2 separate regions of the Canis lupus genome follow, and region 1 is linked to region 2. A link is a contact called in public Hi-C data. All regions are on one chromosome and are shown on one strand. Each heading gives the region's core, a stretch centred on a gene start, on an enhancer-like site or on the middle of the called end of the contact. The rest is flanking DNA. Distances are from core to core; before and after follow the strand shown. Region 1 has its middle 16 kb from the start of PIP4K2A. Region 2 has its middle 54 kb from the start of PIP4K2A.

What was found. A called contact is a pair of places that touch in the nucleus more often than the background predicts.
Region 1: a Hi-C map of blood shows a contact between it and region 2, with 3 times the contacts expected there. The contact joins two enhancer-like sites. A contact is called at or near these places in 2 of 9 Hi-C or Micro-C datasets (both in blood).

Annotation. Positions count from the first base shown.
Region 1 is chr2:8,260,584-8,265,873 of UU_Cfam_GSD_1.0, reverse strand. No RefSeq gene overlaps it. Among named protein-coding and RNA genes, the nearest start is that of PIP4K2A, 16 kb to the left of the region's middle. Within about 2 kb of position 1,448, at least 3 of the 20 cell types and tissues checked have an H3K27ac peak or open chromatin away from gene starts, as enhancers often do. A contact at or near this core is called in blood, where this site is marked.
Region 2 is chr2:8,223,242-8,227,859 of UU_Cfam_GSD_1.0, reverse strand. No RefSeq gene overlaps it. Among named protein-coding and RNA genes, the nearest start is that of PIP4K2A, 54 kb to the left of the region's middle. Within about 2 kb of position 2,964, at least 3 of the 20 cell types and tissues checked have an H3K27ac peak or open chromatin away from gene starts, as enhancers often do. A contact at or near this core is called in blood, where this site is marked.

The DNA.
Region 1 (5,290 bases), core at 199-2,698, 40 kb before region 2:
TCTGGTTGATAAATCTTCCAATTTGATGGACATTTTTCAAAATTTTGGGGTTTACTTATGCAGATTTTTTTTAAGTAGCCTCCACACCAAATGTGGGGCTTGAACTCACAACCCTGAGATCAAGAATCGCATATTTCACAAACTGGGCCAGCCAGGCAACCCAACCATTTTCTTTTTCTTATGAACATGTCTTATTGATTGCACTAAATTTACAGACTAATTGAAATTTTATAACTTTACAACATTGAGACATCTCAGAACATATATTTCTATTTTTTTAAGTTTTCTTTTTACTTATTGCCTTCAGTAAAACTTTATAATTTCCTTCACGTAGGGCTTATACATTTCTTGCTGAGTTTACTTTAAAAATTTTTTTTTGTTTAAGTTTTAACTTTAGTAGTTAGCTTTACTTCTAAATATTTTTTTCCTTCCCCTTTGTCAATGGGATTTTTTTTTCTTCCAAAGACATTACACATGTAACAATCTGCTGGTTTGGTTACTACCATTTTATCGTTTCTATGTTTTTCTATGTTCATAAGTGAGATTGGTTTATAGTGACAATTCTTTTTCTTTTTTTTTCAGGATCATCTGTTTTACTCAAAAGAAAATAAGGTTTGTGTTCTTAAAAGTTGTATTTATCCACAACCATAAACAAGTGTCATCGACTAGATCCCACTTTTCTTTGAAAGTCAATTTGCGTCATTCATGAGCTCAGGGAGCAAGTTACATTTGAGGTCAATGAATGATTGAAGATTGTGTCTGTGTCTTGAAAGCTTCATGGTGTAAGTAAGGTGCTCAGATTTCTAACCAGAGCATATTACTCTGGCAGGAAGAAATGGTGTTTAAATTAGTGCCTCCCAGACCAGGTGCAAATCATTAAGTCCTTGGCAGCCTTGCAGAGTAAACTTAAAAAAAAAAAAAAAAAAAGTAGTGTTTTTTGTTTGTTAATATGTTTGCTTTTTTAAATTCCATCACTAAAAACCAAATAGTTTTCACCAATTAGTTCAAATTCCTGTGATCTGTGTTCTGTTTACAAACCCTCAATTGCTCTAAGTTGAATTTTCTGTTGCCTTGAACTACCAAAGTATATGTCCTTAAAATGCCGTGGGTGAAGACTTCCCCTTCTACAAGTGACATATTAGGTAACTACTGAGTAGCTTTCTCACGGAGCAAACTAGAGCTGGGTGGAGTGGTGGGGGTGGTGGGAGGAGTTCTACTACCAGCATCTGTTTGAGGGCATCAGAGAGCTAAAAGTTGTGAAGTATTTCTAATTTCAGATTAAGGACAAGATGGAAATCCATAGAAGTGGGTGCTTTTCCCTGAGAGACCTTTACAAATTCCCAAACAGGTGACTGAAAGACTGAGTAGTTCTTTTTATGCTTTCATGGTTAGAGGCCACAATTTAGAGTAGCATGATAGTCACCCTTGTACATCCTCTTATTTTTCTAATTGACACACTAGATGACTCTACCCAGGAAGTAAAGGGGAACTGGAAGCAAAAAGGCCCTGTATAGATTTTAGCCCATCTACTAGTCATTTAAGTGGCTACAGGGGCTTCTGATATTAGAACTATCAAATATAGACTTAAAAACAATGCTTATTGGGGTGGCTCAGTTGGTTAAGTGCTCAACTCTTGATTTTGGCTCAGGGCATGAGTGCAGGGTCTCTCTCTCTCAAATAGATTAATAAAATATTTTTTAAAAAGGATGCTTACTAAAAAAAAAAAAAAGGATGCTTACTATATTTAAAGTCTATAATGACAATTCACATTAATAAATGCTACATGGTTTTGGTAACAGTTAACTTGGGGTGTTTTTTCATAAGTTTACATGTTTTTCTATCATATTTAAATAAGATATGATTCACTTGATTATTAAAGATATAGCAGAAACCACTCATAAAACTCTCTTGGCACAGAATCTATTTCAGGGTTTTTTTTGGGGGGAGTAGTTATTTACCTGTTAAGTTTTCTATCTCCTTGACTCAATTGTTTTTAAGACTTTATTTATTTATTTGAGAGAGAGAGAGAGCAATAGTGAGAGAGAGAGCATGAGTGGGGAGGAGAGGGAGAAGCAGTCTCCTCACTGAGCAGGGAGCCTGACTCGATCCCAGGACCCTGGGATCATAACCTGAGCCGAAGGCAGATACTTAACCCGCTGAGCCACCCAGGCATCCTCAATTTTGATAATATACATGTTTCTAGAAAATTAACCACTTAGGTTTTATATTTTATTAATTTAAATTTCTACATGACATTCTCTTGAAATTAATAATTTTTATACCTGCACTTATGTATATTTTCAAGATGTGTTTCCTTGATCCTATTTTTAAAAAAAGATTTATTCATTCATGATACATATATATATATATAGAGAGAGGCAGAGACACAGGAGGAGGGAGAGAAGCAGGCTCCATGCCGGGAGCCCGACAAGGGACTCGTCCCCGGGACTCTAGGATCATGCCCTGGGCCAAAGGCAGGCGCCAAACTGCTAAGCCACCCAAGGTTGCCCCCCCCCCCTTGATCCTATTTTGACAAAATTATAGCTCTCTGTTCTTCCTTCCAAAAAATTTTTACTGGTTTTATGGATTATATCACTTCTGTGTTTTTATTTTTTAATACAATTTCAGCTTTTAAATTTCTTAATTCCTTTCTGTGGAGTATTTTATTCTTTTTTGTATTCTTGAATGATTAGATGTTTTATTTATTTATAATCTTACTTATTTTCTAATATATGCCTTCAAATAGCCTATTCACTTTTCTCTGGTTATCATTCTGCCCATATCTCATAAGTTTTTTTTTTTTTAAGATTCTATTTATTTATTCATGAGAGACACAGAGAGGGAGGCAGAGACATAAGCAGAAGGAAAAGCTCCCCTGTAGGGAGCCCGATGTAAGACTTGATCCCAGGACCCCGGGATCATGCCCTGAGCCAAAGGCAGATGCTCAACCACTGACCCACCCAGGCATTCCCATATCTCATAGTTTTAATGTTTTCTCATTTTTGCTCTTTTATTTTTTTGCAATTTTTAAAAAAAGTAAGCTCCACACCCAACATGAGGCTTGAACTCATGACCCTGAGATCAAGAGTCGCATGCTCTCCTGATTGAGCCAGCCAGGTGCCCCTTTTTTGCTTTTTTCCGGAGAGTTTGTAATTTTATCTTAAATGTCCTTTTGAACCTAACAGTTACTTGGAAATGAAGGAAAAAATATAACAAAAAATATTTTTAGTCAATAGCTCAGCTGAAATGAAAAAGAAATCTCCGGAGGCCAGAAATAAAGAATGAAATGATTTAAGCTAGAATGATGTCATATTTGCCATGTTTCCCACAGCTGACAGGAAAAGGCCCTAAAGACAGTCTGCTAAGGTTTTTAAAGCCTGGGCATCGTGACCTTGGGTCTGCACAGGTTTGAAAGCTGGAACTGAGCCATGTGGGTAGAGCCTGACCTCAAAAGTCTGCCCTGCCCATGAAAATGATAATAGAAAGAAGCCTGCCCACTTGCCTGAGGAAGGGGACAAAGAAGTTTGCCATTCATCTAGGTGAGGGTTGGGGCAGTCTACTACAGATCTTTCCGCAGATCTACTATGCCCCATAGGCACTTTTGCCAGACTTAGTTTCCTCTTGTGCTATAATAAATTACAGTATTTATTTTATTTTATTTATTTATTCATGAGAGACACACAGAGAGAGGCAGAGACAGGCAGAAGGAGAAGCAGGCTTCCCTGTGGGGAGCCCGATGCAGGACTTGATCCCGAGATGCCGGGATCATGCCCTGAACCAAAGGCAGATGCTCAACCACTGAGCCACTCAGGCGCCCTACAAATTACAGTAAATTTGATAAAACGCTGCAGAATGCCAGGGGCCTGCTTCTCTCTGATATCAAATCAAGTGAGAGGTCCCTCCAAGAGAACCTGGCATGGGAATTTGGGAAAGGCAACAAATTAGTGGCTTAAAACAACAGCATTTATTCTCTTACAGTTCTGGAGGTCAGAAGTCTGAGATGGCTTCCATTGGGCTAAACTCAGGGTGTTAACACAGCTGTGTGTTTGGAACTTTATATTTTGGCATTCTTTGAGGCTTGTGCCCCCAGGACGTTCTTCTAGAGAGGATTCCAGCTTGGGCCTCCTTTTGCCATACAAATAGTGTGAATCAGGCACCCTGTGGCTGGTGAGTACATGCTGTGAGTGTGCTGGGTGAGTGTGCCTTGTGGCTACAAATGCTCAGGAGACTTTTCTACCCTCTCTTTTAAAAATTTTTTCTTTATTTATTCATTTGATTTTATTGAAGTATAGTTGACACACAATTTTTTGTTAGTTTCAGTTATACAACACACTGATTCGATCAGCCTTCTCTTGTTACTCTACCCAGAGCCATGGCCAAAACTGGCAAGTGTTCTTTTTCTAGGTATATCTTTTCCAGTTAACCCCCTTATGATGATGTCATCTTTAGGGGAAGGTTCTGGCTTTCATGCACAACCCCTGGTTTGACCCTTTATTCTGTTTGGCTTTCAGATCCTGGGCCATCGGGGACCTGCAGATGCTCTCAGGTTAAATGCTCGTTTGAGTGAATGTGAAATCATGCTCTCTAGCATTTTGTGACCTATCATTGTTTCCTTATCACTTTCTCAACTGCAGAGAAACATCCTTTTTTTTTTTTTAATTTATTTTTTATTGGTGTTCAATTTACTAACATACAGAATAACCCCCAGTGCCCGTCACCCATTCACTCCCACCCCCCGCCCTCCTCCCCTTCTACCACCCCTAGTTCGTTTCCCAGAGTTAGCAGTCTTTACCTTCTGTCTCCCTTTCTGATATTTCCCACACATTTCTTCTCCCTTCCCTTATATTCCCTTTCACTATTATTTATATTCCCCAAATGAATGAGAACATATAATGTTTGTCCTTCTCCGACTGACTTACTTCACTCAGCATAATACCCTCCAGTTCCATCCACGTGGAAGCAAACGGTGGGTATTGGTCATTTCTAATAGCTGAGTAATATTCTATTGTATACATAAACCACATCTTCTTTATCCATTCATCTTTCATTGGACACCGAGGCTCCTTCCACAGTTTGGCTATCGTGGCCATTGCTGCTATAAACATCGGGGTGCAGGTGTCCCGGCGTTTCATTGCATTTGTATCTTTGGGGTAAATCCCCAACAGTGCAATTGCTGGGTCGTAGGGCAGGTATATTTTTAACTGTTTGAGGAACCTCCACACAGTTTTCCAGAGTGGCCGCACCAGTTCACATTCCCACCAACAGTGCAAGAGGGTTCCCTTTTCTCCAC
Region 2 (4,618 bases), core at 1,715-4,214:
ACCTGTGCTTACTTTTTGACTCATGAAAGAGTTGGCAAAAGTAATGAGTTTTTAATAGTTTCATAAATACCACGTCTGAAAATAGTTCATGAATATTTGGGACTCATTTATGAAATGCTTATATGTTATTTCAAGAAGGTACACATTTTGTCACAGTTTGTGACTTGCAAAGGCTCCAATCAATGGCGGGATTCAGGACAAGTGTACAATTTGCATAGACATGAATTTAGGTGTCAGAGAATTCTCCTTGCATGTAAAATGCCTGGAGTTCTCACATCTTACTACATCAGCATGAAGGTAACTGAGGACCAAAAGAAGCAAACAGCAATATATGGTGTAAAATACAATCCCCCCTCTAACCCTCATTTTGGTGCACACCATTTGTTACTACATCTGAAGACAAAGGGTCTTCCTGGCTTCCTTTCCTTTTGTTCCAAATCTGTCCTCCAATGACAGGCGAAATATGTACTCCAAGAGGAAGTGCTTATTTGTAGCGCAGGCTACTGTGGTTGCCGTGTAAATGGCGAATGCTCTTTTGTCCAATTGTCCTGGAGTTCAGTCCTTCATTTTGTATAGAAAGCCAAGGAGGAAGTAGTAACCATTTTTAATATTGTGACTCTCCTTTGAAGTCAATATTAGTATGGAGTGAGGTACTTTGAAGCTATTAAAATACATCTATCAGGGTGCCTGGATGGCTCAATCCATTAAGCGTCTGCCTTCGGCTCGGGTTGTGATCTCAGGGTCCTGGGATCGAGCCCTGTGTCAGGGTCCCCGTTTAGCAGGAAGTCCGCTTGTCCTCCCTCTCGCTCATGCTGTCTCTCATGAGCTTATTTTGTCCAGAGATATTTTAGCTGCTGTAAAAACTCAACCTTTCCCCTTTCTTGGTTGATTTCTCAGTCCTGATTCTAGGCAGCTTCTATATTTGCTAAAACAAGTAGAATCAATGTTTCAATAATTTTAGACTGTATTCACAATGTGCTGGATGTTTTAAAGCAGCCCAGAAAGTTACTGGGATCTCTGAATGTTCACCTAACTTAATATTTCCTGAAGAGTCTGCCAAAAACTGCAGAGAGAACATGACAACTTTGGTGTGTGTGTGTACATGTGTGTGACCTTTTCTTCTTTCTGTTCAGGATTAGGATATATTATCAGTCAAATTTATTCTGGGCTCTGTGTCACTAGAAACTGACAGCCAAGGAACTTGTGGCTTTGGTGGAAGGGGCTTGAAATCCAGGTACTTGGCCCACCAATGGGTGGGAAGGGGATGCGTTAGAGAGGTTCCAGCCAACAAACTGACTGGCTCCTGTGCACACATCTCCTGGGATGCAATGCCTGTTCATACAGCTGGCTTCACAAGTAGATAAAAACTTAAAGTGCTTGTAAAAAATGACTTCCTTTCTAGTCTGCCAAAGATGTGTTTAACACTGTTCCTTTGTGGAGGCCAGTGGTGGAGGCATCAGGACAACTGGCTCAACCAGAAGCCTGTCCTCCCTCTGATCCTGCCCCCTCATCTCCGGTCTTGACTGCACCGAAAGTGTCCTTTCTCTGTGCTCCCTATAAATGTGGTCCATTCCATTTGTTTGGCACAAAGAACATGCTAACTGGAGGTCTTAGATACCTGTAGGCTCCTGTTATGACTGTGACTGAGCTCTTAGTTTAGAGTTAGGTGGTCAAGAGTGATGGCTCTCGTCCCATGGCCTGGGTTTAACACTGGGCTTGTCACTAACTGTGTCATCACCTTCTTCCACTTCCCTAAGCGTCAGTTTAGCCAACTGTAAAATAGGGCGCCTCATAATCCTTCCTCACAGGGTGATGAAGATCCAAGGAGATAGCAGCAGAAATGCTTAGCAGATGAGCCAGGCTCATTGGAGGCTCTCAGTGAACTTTAGCAATTTTTTTAAAAAAAGGTTTTATTTATTTATCTGACAGAGAGAGAGAGATTGAGAGAGAGAGAACACAGGCAGGAGGAGTAGCAGAGGGAGAAGCCGATGCCCCACTGAGCAGGGAGCCCGATGTGGGACTCCATCCTGGGACCCTGAGATCATGACCCAGGCTGAAGGCAGATGCCCAACTGGCTGAGCTCCCCAGGCGCCCCCACAATTTAGCTATTAGAGGTAAATGTGTCTTTTGATAAGCAACAAGTTTTTACTCTAGCAAAAGGCCAAATACCCTTAAAATTCGATTACACCACGTAGCTGACCATCTTGCTTTCTGGTGGCTCAAGTTGACAGAGCATTTGGGAGAAGTTGGCAGCGCTGGTTTGAAGCTGGTTTCTCCCCCTCATCTTTAAAGGGAACAGAGAAAAACCAGTGTGGTCTGGTTCTGAGGAAAACCAGGTCAGGCTTTGTTTCCCATTTAGAAGACATCCTGTGTATAAACGCATATCGCGATTCCCAGAATTCCTTCGTGACAGCTTCCTTAGTTAATGGGCAGGGAGGATTTTCTCAGGCTGGGGCTACACAGATCTGCCTCAGAGGAGAAAGCCAAATAATTCCTATTTTTGGCCTTGTGCTTAGAAAAAGGGGACAAACTGCTTGTTTCAAAAAACTTTCTGGGACATTAAACAACAGTGTTCTTTTCTTTTCTTTTTTTTTTTTTAAAGGGGAGGAGATCTAGTAGGCTGTCCAATTTCACCCTTAGGATAAAACAATTTTTTTTCTCTCATGTGCTGATTCTTAAACGTTACTCTCTTAACTTTTCTGAGCTGGTCTCCCAGGGTATATAAGAAACACAAATTGCTGATGGGACAGGGCTGAATGTTTCCATTTAGCTTCTCAGCTATAATCTAGAGGACTGAGGTGGCTGCTGTGGCTTCCCTTCATAGTTCATGGGTGTGTGTGTGGGGGTGGGGTGTTGGTGGGCGGACAAACGGCCAAGAATGCAGGCTTGACTTCCTTCTCGTGGTCTGTCTTACTGTCACTTCTCTTTGATAGCTTCTTGTCATGCTTTTAGCTCTCAGGCCAAGTATTGCCTCACGGTTTGCTAAGAAGGCAGCACTGCTTCTGAGGGTGCGTTCAGGAAGCCAGTTCACCTTCGCTACTCTCTTCCCCCAGGCCGCACTTTTGTTTAGTCTCCTCTACTCTTCCCGCTTTCAACCTTCCCCTCTCATGTTAAGGCTTTGTATTTTCCTCTCACAAACGGTACCTTTTTTTCCTGCATATGCACATGTGGAAAACACCTTCACTTCTTCAGTCTTGTCAAGAAAGGAAGGAGCCATTTTGTTCAAAGCAATCAGTCTCTTCCCCCTATGAAGCAAACACACAGAAATAAGATTTTCTTTTCTTTTCTTTTTTTTTTAAAGATTGTGTTTATTCATGAGAGACACAGAGAGAGAGAGGCAGAGACACAGGCAGAGGGAGAAGCAGGCTCCATGCAGGGAGTCCAATGCAGACTCGATCTCCGGACCCCAAGATCACAACCTGAGCTAAAGGCAGACTCTCAACTACTGAGCCACCCAGGTGCCCAAGAAACAAGATTTTCACACACAAAATCATGAAGATTCAACCCCGTCTATGTATTTTTAAAATTTAAATGACATTCTAAGAATTCTATCATGTGCTCCAAGAACTAGGACCAAAAAGCATTTGGTTTTTAAATGGTCATATTTATATATATGAATAAATGAAAGGGAACTCATAAAGGAAGAAAAAAATCTTTCAATGAAACACATCAATATATATAGCTCAGTGTGAATATTCTTGTTTTCTCTCATTTTATCATCTGAATTACTTAATATGAATTTCTTTTTAAAGATGTTGTTTTTTAAAGTAATCTCTACCCTCAACGTAAGGCTTGAACTCACGGCCTAGAGATCAAGAGTCACATGCTCTACTGGCTGAGCCAGCCAGGAATCCCTGAATTAATTAATATGAATTTATCTTCCTGGAAACTTTAACTAAATATAGGAAGGCCATATAGCCTTGTATTAAAGAGTGGCCTTTCGTATCAGACCCATCTCAGTTTAACTCCTACCTTGGCTTCTTTTCTTGTAGCATAAACTTGAACAAGCCACTTAACCTTTCCAAGCCTTAGCATCCTTACCTCTAAAATAAGTCTTTGTGTGTGTGTGTGAGAGAGATGTTGTGACTTATAATAAAAAATGTATTTTTGATTTTCATCTAATTCCTGACACAGAGCTCCTAAGACCCTTGGAATTTCCTGTAATGAGAGTGATTAAGGTGTCTTGTTATTAATGAGGTGATGTTTGGACCACACTTACAGATGGGACCTGGCTGTTGAAGAACCCACTGTGATGGAGGGTGGGAACTTTCAGCCCTACTCCCCTCCCCTACCCCTGACCTTTTCTGGAGAGAAGCCTCCATAAAAAGTCCAAAGGCCAGGGTTTGCAGAGCTTCCAGCTTCATGAACACCCGGGGATTTGGGGAGTGTGGTGTGACTAGAGAGGGCATGGAGTCTCTGCAACCTACCCCTGTACCTTGCCCCTGCATCTCTCATGTGGCTGTTCCTGAGTGATAGCCTTATATAATAAACCACAATCTAGTGAGTAAACCATCTCTCTGAGTTCTGTGAACTGCTCTAACAAGTTAATCGAACCCAAAGAAGGGAGGAAGATACTCCTCCTTTTGTTCTATCTTACAAACACAAAACAAAACAATAC